Linked DNA regions of Ovis aries: region 1 is linked to region 2. The links are chromatin contacts, called in public Hi-C maps. All regions are on one chromosome and are shown on one strand. The core of a region is the stretch at or near the end of the contact, and the rest is flanking DNA. Distances in the headings are between cores, read along the strand shown.

The links. Hi-C and Micro-C count contacts between places; a contact is called where the count stands out from the background.
Region 1: a contact with region 2 is called in a Hi-C map of hypothalamus, with 6 times the contacts expected there. The contact joins two enhancer-like sites. A contact is called at or near these places in 6 of 16 Hi-C or Micro-C datasets (blood, hypothalamus, liver and 2 more).

What each region holds. Positions count from the first base shown.
Region 1 is chr3:9,834,670-9,837,369 of ARS-UI_Ramb_v3.0, reverse strand. No RefSeq gene overlaps it. Among named protein-coding and RNA genes, the nearest start is that of MVB12B, 36 kb to the right of the region's middle. Within about 2 kb of position 1,414, at least 10 of the 54 cell types and tissues checked have an H3K27ac peak or open chromatin away from gene starts, as enhancers often do. A contact at or near this core is called in hypothalamus, where this site is marked.
Region 2 is chr3:9,708,160-9,710,859 of ARS-UI_Ramb_v3.0, reverse strand. All of the region lies in intron 6 of MVB12B (multivesicular body subunit 12B), which reads left to right. Among named protein-coding and RNA genes, the nearest start is that of MVB12B, 90 kb to the left of the region's middle. Within about 2 kb of position 1,274, at least 10 of the 54 cell types and tissues checked have an H3K27ac peak or open chromatin away from gene starts, as enhancers often do. A contact at or near this core is called in hypothalamus, where this site is marked.

The sequences.
Region 1 (2,700 bases), core at 165-2,664, 130 kb before region 2:
GGAGGAGAGGAGGGGTATCTGTTGCTCATATTCCTTATAAAGTATTTTAAAGCTGTGTGCACGCATGCTAAGTCACTTCAGTCGTGTCCACCTGTTGGCAACCGCACGGACTGTAGCCCTCCAGGCTCCTCTGTCCATGGAAGTCTCCAGGCAAGAATACTGGAGTAGATTGCCATGCCCTTCTCCAGGGGATCTTCCTGATTCAGGGATCAAACCCACGTCTCTTAAGTCTCCTGCACTGGCAGGCGGGTTCTTTACCACTAACACTACCTGGGAAGCCCCATATTAAAGCTGAGAGGTCCCTATTTTCTTTGGGGACCAAAAATCGGTGGGAATTTCAAGATGACCTCAGTAAAATGCCACGTACAAAATCAGTCCACAGCTTGAGACATCAGAATAGTGCCCCCTCCTGCTCCTTGTGGAAGATGGGGGGCAGAGGGTAGAGAGAGGGCAGAGGGGGCCATTTGCACATTTCTGTCTTATTTTTTGATCTGTGTGTTGGGTAGACAAGTGTGTTCATTTGGTGACCTTAAATCAAGCAATGGGATTTGTGCATTTACTTGTGTCTATGTTATGCTTTAATAGAAAGCTTTTTTAAAAATGCAGTCTGGGCATTTCAGGCCCTCAGGGCAGCAGAGCTGGCAGTTGGGACATGACTACCTAGAAGGCTGGTCGGGCTGATTCTGCCTTAAATGGGCCCTTGGAAAAGCATGATCAGGCTCTCAGTGTTCCCAGGACAAGCTTTCACCCCAACAGGATGCTGACAACAAGCCCCTACCCCCCGCCATGCACCCCCTGTCCACTGGGACCCTGCCTCAGTGCCAGCTGCCTTTCCTAGCCTAACAGCTGTATTTTTCAGGTACAATATGACAGGCTCAATCTATTCCTGTTATATATTTCCCAGTAAATGGACAAGGTGAAAACAGTGTCAGTTCAAATCACTATCATGACACTTAATTCTGATTTACTGTACCTTTTGCTGCAATCTTGAAAGTGCCCGCGACTGTGCTGAGCTGGATCGCCCAGCCGGGCCCCACGGGGTTGACGTTGAGATCAGCTTCAATAAAAGAATTTAGGGTAAGGCGGCCCCTGGTGAGCAGGGGGCAAGCCGGAGCCCAGAGGACGAGCCAGCAGAGACGCTGGAGCCTGGCTCTCCCACACCTCCCTCCCGCCGACTCTTTGTCCCAGCCCTGTGTTTGCAGCAGCTGGGAAATTTATGGAGGCTCCATAAACGGGTTTTACAGACAGCTGTTAGAGCGTGCGGAGCAAGGCTTGGCTGTCGGGGGACCTAGTCGTAGGCTTACAGCCAAGACACTTAAATATTATGGCCCCACATATATAAAAAGTGTGCTGTGAGTCCTCTGCTACCTCCCTCCTCCTGACCCAGGAGCATGGGGTATGGCCAGAGAACAGCATTGCTCCCAGTTGCCAGCTATCCAGAAACCAAATGCCTGCAAACTCTCACTCCAGTCCCTGCCTCCCAGTCCAGGAGCCTCTGGCTGGGCAGACAGCATGCATGAAGGGAGACTCATCCAGACAGCAGTGCCAGGCGAGTGCCAGCCCCCAGTCCTGCCCTTCTGACCCACTGTGCCCAGGCTCAGCTCAGCACATTCCTTTAGCCTCAGGACCTGGCTCCAGCTCTTTTCCCTGCCTTGAAATCTTCCTGCCCACCCCCAATCTTTTCTTGCCCTTGCCGGTCCCTATCAACCAGAACTCAGCTGAAATCTTGCTTTCTCAGAGGCGACATCACAGCCTTTTAGAATCATATACCCTGTTATAAATGCTCACATCCCCCTGGACTTCTTCATAACATTTATAACAATTGCAATTAACTAATATTGGTGTCATTATCTGTTTAATGTCTATCTCCCCCACTGGACAATAAACTCTGTGGAAGCAGGGACTTTACTTGACTATATCCCTAGTGCCTTACACACGGCCTGGGAATAAATACTGAATGAATGAATGAACAAACGGAGAACAGACACAATTCTCAGACCTAGGACAAGACGAAAGGTGCTCAGCTCCGAAGAGCAGGTGGAAGGTCTGTGGGGGTTCGGTAAAGAAAAACCGCTTTGACAAGGGGGAACTAGGAAAGGCTTGCAGGAAGAGGAGCCATGGGATCTCCTCTTTCATTCAGAAGTCCCTACTGTGAAACTTAAGATGTGAGTCAGAGAGCTATTTCTTAGTCTTGTTGAGCCTCAGCTTCCTTGTCTTTAAAATGGGGCTAATGATAGAGATGCTGAAAGCTCGACCTCTCTGCACCTGTGGTGAATCAAATCTCAGAGCAGAATTCAGGGCAAAGCAGAAAACAATAGCTTTATTGCTTTGCCAGGCAAAGGGGAACACAGCAATCTCCTGCCCTTGAAAACTGTGTCCCAACCCAAGGTGTTTGGTGAGGACTTCTATGGCAAATGGTTCAAGGGTGGGGGCTCCTTATAAGGGTCAGGTGTGTGCAGGGCCTGCGCTCCTCTAATCTGGCCTCAGGTAATCTTCTTAATGAGCTTTTCTGGTTCCTTTAGCCCCAGGTGGTCTTCTCCGGTATGAAGAAAGCGGACATCTTCCATTTCCTGGGTTTTAATTCTATAAGAATCTGCCTGCAATGCAGGAGATGTGGGTTCTACCCCTCGGCCAGGAAGATCCCCTGGAGAAGGGAATGGCAACCCACTCCCGTCTTCTTGCCTGGAGAATTCCACGGAC
Region 2 (2,700 bases), core at 25-2,524:
TCTAAGCTGGGGGTAGCACGTCAGAAGGAGCCTTGTAAGGCTTGTGTATTTTATAACCTCTTGTTGTTCCGTTTATGTTTTACAATGGCTGCAAGAAAATTGGATCAGTTTCGTTTTACTTGCCAAATAAATGTCAAAATAGTCAATATAAAATGTATTCTAATTTGACTGAGTTAAGTCAGCCAGGGTGCAGTAGGATAATTGAATGTTACATTAACGCTTCCGTTTTCTGTCCCAAGCCTCCTCTCTCATTGTGCAGTCATTTATAGGTGGCCCACACACCTATGAGCCTCCTAATTCAACAGGGTTTTGTTTTTTTTTTTAATGTTCTTCAGTTTTTGTATTGTTTTCCTATTGCATGTGTTTGATTTTTTTTTTAATGAAATGCTGATAATTCAGAGTATCCTCTGAAGATCTGTGAAGTGATGAGTGTGTTATTCCGTGTGGCTTCAGATCCTATGATCTGTCCAGCAGAGGAACCTGGCAGCTTTCTCTCTGGCAGAGAGCTGTGGGTGACACTTGTGTTCCCACTGGGGGCCTGCAGGGGGCCTGTGGAATGGAGGCCTCTGTGCCTGGTTCCCAGGAATGGTCTCTCTCGTCCAAAAGCCTCCAACTTAGAACCAGCAGCCTGTTTTTCCTTTCCTGTTTTGTGCTTCTGCGCCTTTGTTCATGTGGACGCTTGTGCGTCCGATATGTCTCGCATTCCCTGCCTCGGGTGTCAGCTCAAATACTGCCTCTTGCAGGAAGCCTTCCCTGAATACCCTGTGCCAGGCTCTGCCCTCAGAGCCTTCTCAGCCGTTACCCCTTCACTTTGTGATCAAGTAACCTTCTGGAAGGCGGGGACTGTGTCTAGTGTCTGTTACTTCCCTGAGCTCAGCCCAGGTGCAGACACATTCAGTTATGCAGGAAATGCCTCTCCAACAGCCTGGGACCCCATGCTGCGGCCTCCCCAACCCCAACCGCAGATGACTCGTGAGCCCCTGAAGACTCCTCAGGCTTTTCTGATTCTGAGAGGAAGACAAGCTGGTAGAAAACAGCATAGAAAATAATCAAAGAAAAAAAAGACAAATTCTGATTCCAGTAAGCAAAGGCTCGTTACCTTTGGGTATATTTCTTTCAAGTTGTTTTCCTGTGTACTTTTTACGTAAGTGCTATCATATCACAAAAAAGCGAAGTCTGTGTTTCGCTGCTGCTTTCTCTTGTGAAAGCACAAGCAATGCCTCAGCTGTGGTCTTTGTGTGGACGCAGGGATCAAGTTGCAAAGCCAGGGCTGCGGTGAGAGCGTGGTGAGGCAGTGCCCTCTACTGACCAAGTGTGGAGGAGGCTGGAGGACGGGCAGGCTGTTGGAAGCAAGGGCGGCGGGCTATTTTCCCAATTTCGCCTTTCCCTGGGGGCGGGAAGGAAGCCAGGGAGAGCCAGTAGCAGGGCTTGTTGCCTCTGAGCTTATGTCTCAAGAGCCAAAAGCGTGCTCTCTGCCTTCATTTCTTTTGTTGTTAACTCAAGTTTCAAATAACTTCCAGTCGTTTTTTGGAGAGCTGTCACCCCTGTTGATCTTAGCCCAAAGGGGCAGTTGGCAAGATGGTCGGTTACCATCCAAAGACCTCACGGTCCTGACAGAACCGCCTTCTCCTTCCAGAGGCAGGTACTGCCCCGCTGAACGCGTGCTTCCTGCCCGTTTCTTCCCTGTTGTTGCAGAGAATGCCAGCTGCGGGGCCAGACGTGGTGGTGTCCTTTCAGGATGGGCAGGCCCCTCGGCTGTATCCGGCGAATGGGGCAGAGTGTTTGAAGCTCATGGCAAGATCCAGGATAAGGTGTGTTGGCAGAGCTCCTCTTCCTCGTCCAGCGAATCTTTCTCTCACACGCACATCTCTCCACTTGTTTCTTGGCAGTTTTACCCATGTGAAGAAGGGCGTGTCACTTCTCCCGCGGGGGCCTGGAGCCTCCATTTCTCCCTGGGCCCCAGCGCTGCTCCGTTCTCTGCCATCTGCTTCACGAACGTTGACCAGCAGGCTGGGCCTGGCCATGGGCCTCAGACATGATCCTTACGTGCCCACCCGCCTCCCGGGCTGGCTTCAGATTTTTGGGTCAGCCCGGTGTGTGTGAGCAAACACTGGTGTCCCTGGGTCCTGGCCCTTCTGATAGCGAGATGGGTGCAGACAGAGCAAGCACCTTCCTTCCCCCTTCAGCCTGGGCAGCCCCCACCCCAGCCCTCATATGTGATTCTGCCAGGAGGAGAAGTTTCAGCTTCTGCTGGTACCAAGGTCTGGAAAATCTCAGGGAGGCAGGAGGACCTGCAACTGATGGAGCGCCAGCTGCCCCAGCGTGTGGGAGAGGGAACGGCTCTGTGCCCTCCCAGGAGGGGCCCTGGTGAGCTGTTGCCCCCCGGCTTGCAGAACAGTAGAACCCGTAGCTTGATAAAGACATCAGAGGCATGCTTATCAAATGTGCAGATGACACAGAGTCATTAGGGAGAGCTGATGTGCTGAATGGCAGAATCAATACCCCACGTCTCCTCTATAGTCAGAGCATCCTGCCTCATCCAGAAGATGAAAGGTGATGGGTGAAAACGGACAGGGCCCCCCACGGTTCAAAACATCCAACTGCGCGGGAGCCAAACGGAGGAGACCTGGCTTAGCCGCAGTCTGTGTGAAGCGGGCACAGCCTTGGGTGCGTGGAATGAATGCAGCCTTATGCGCACAA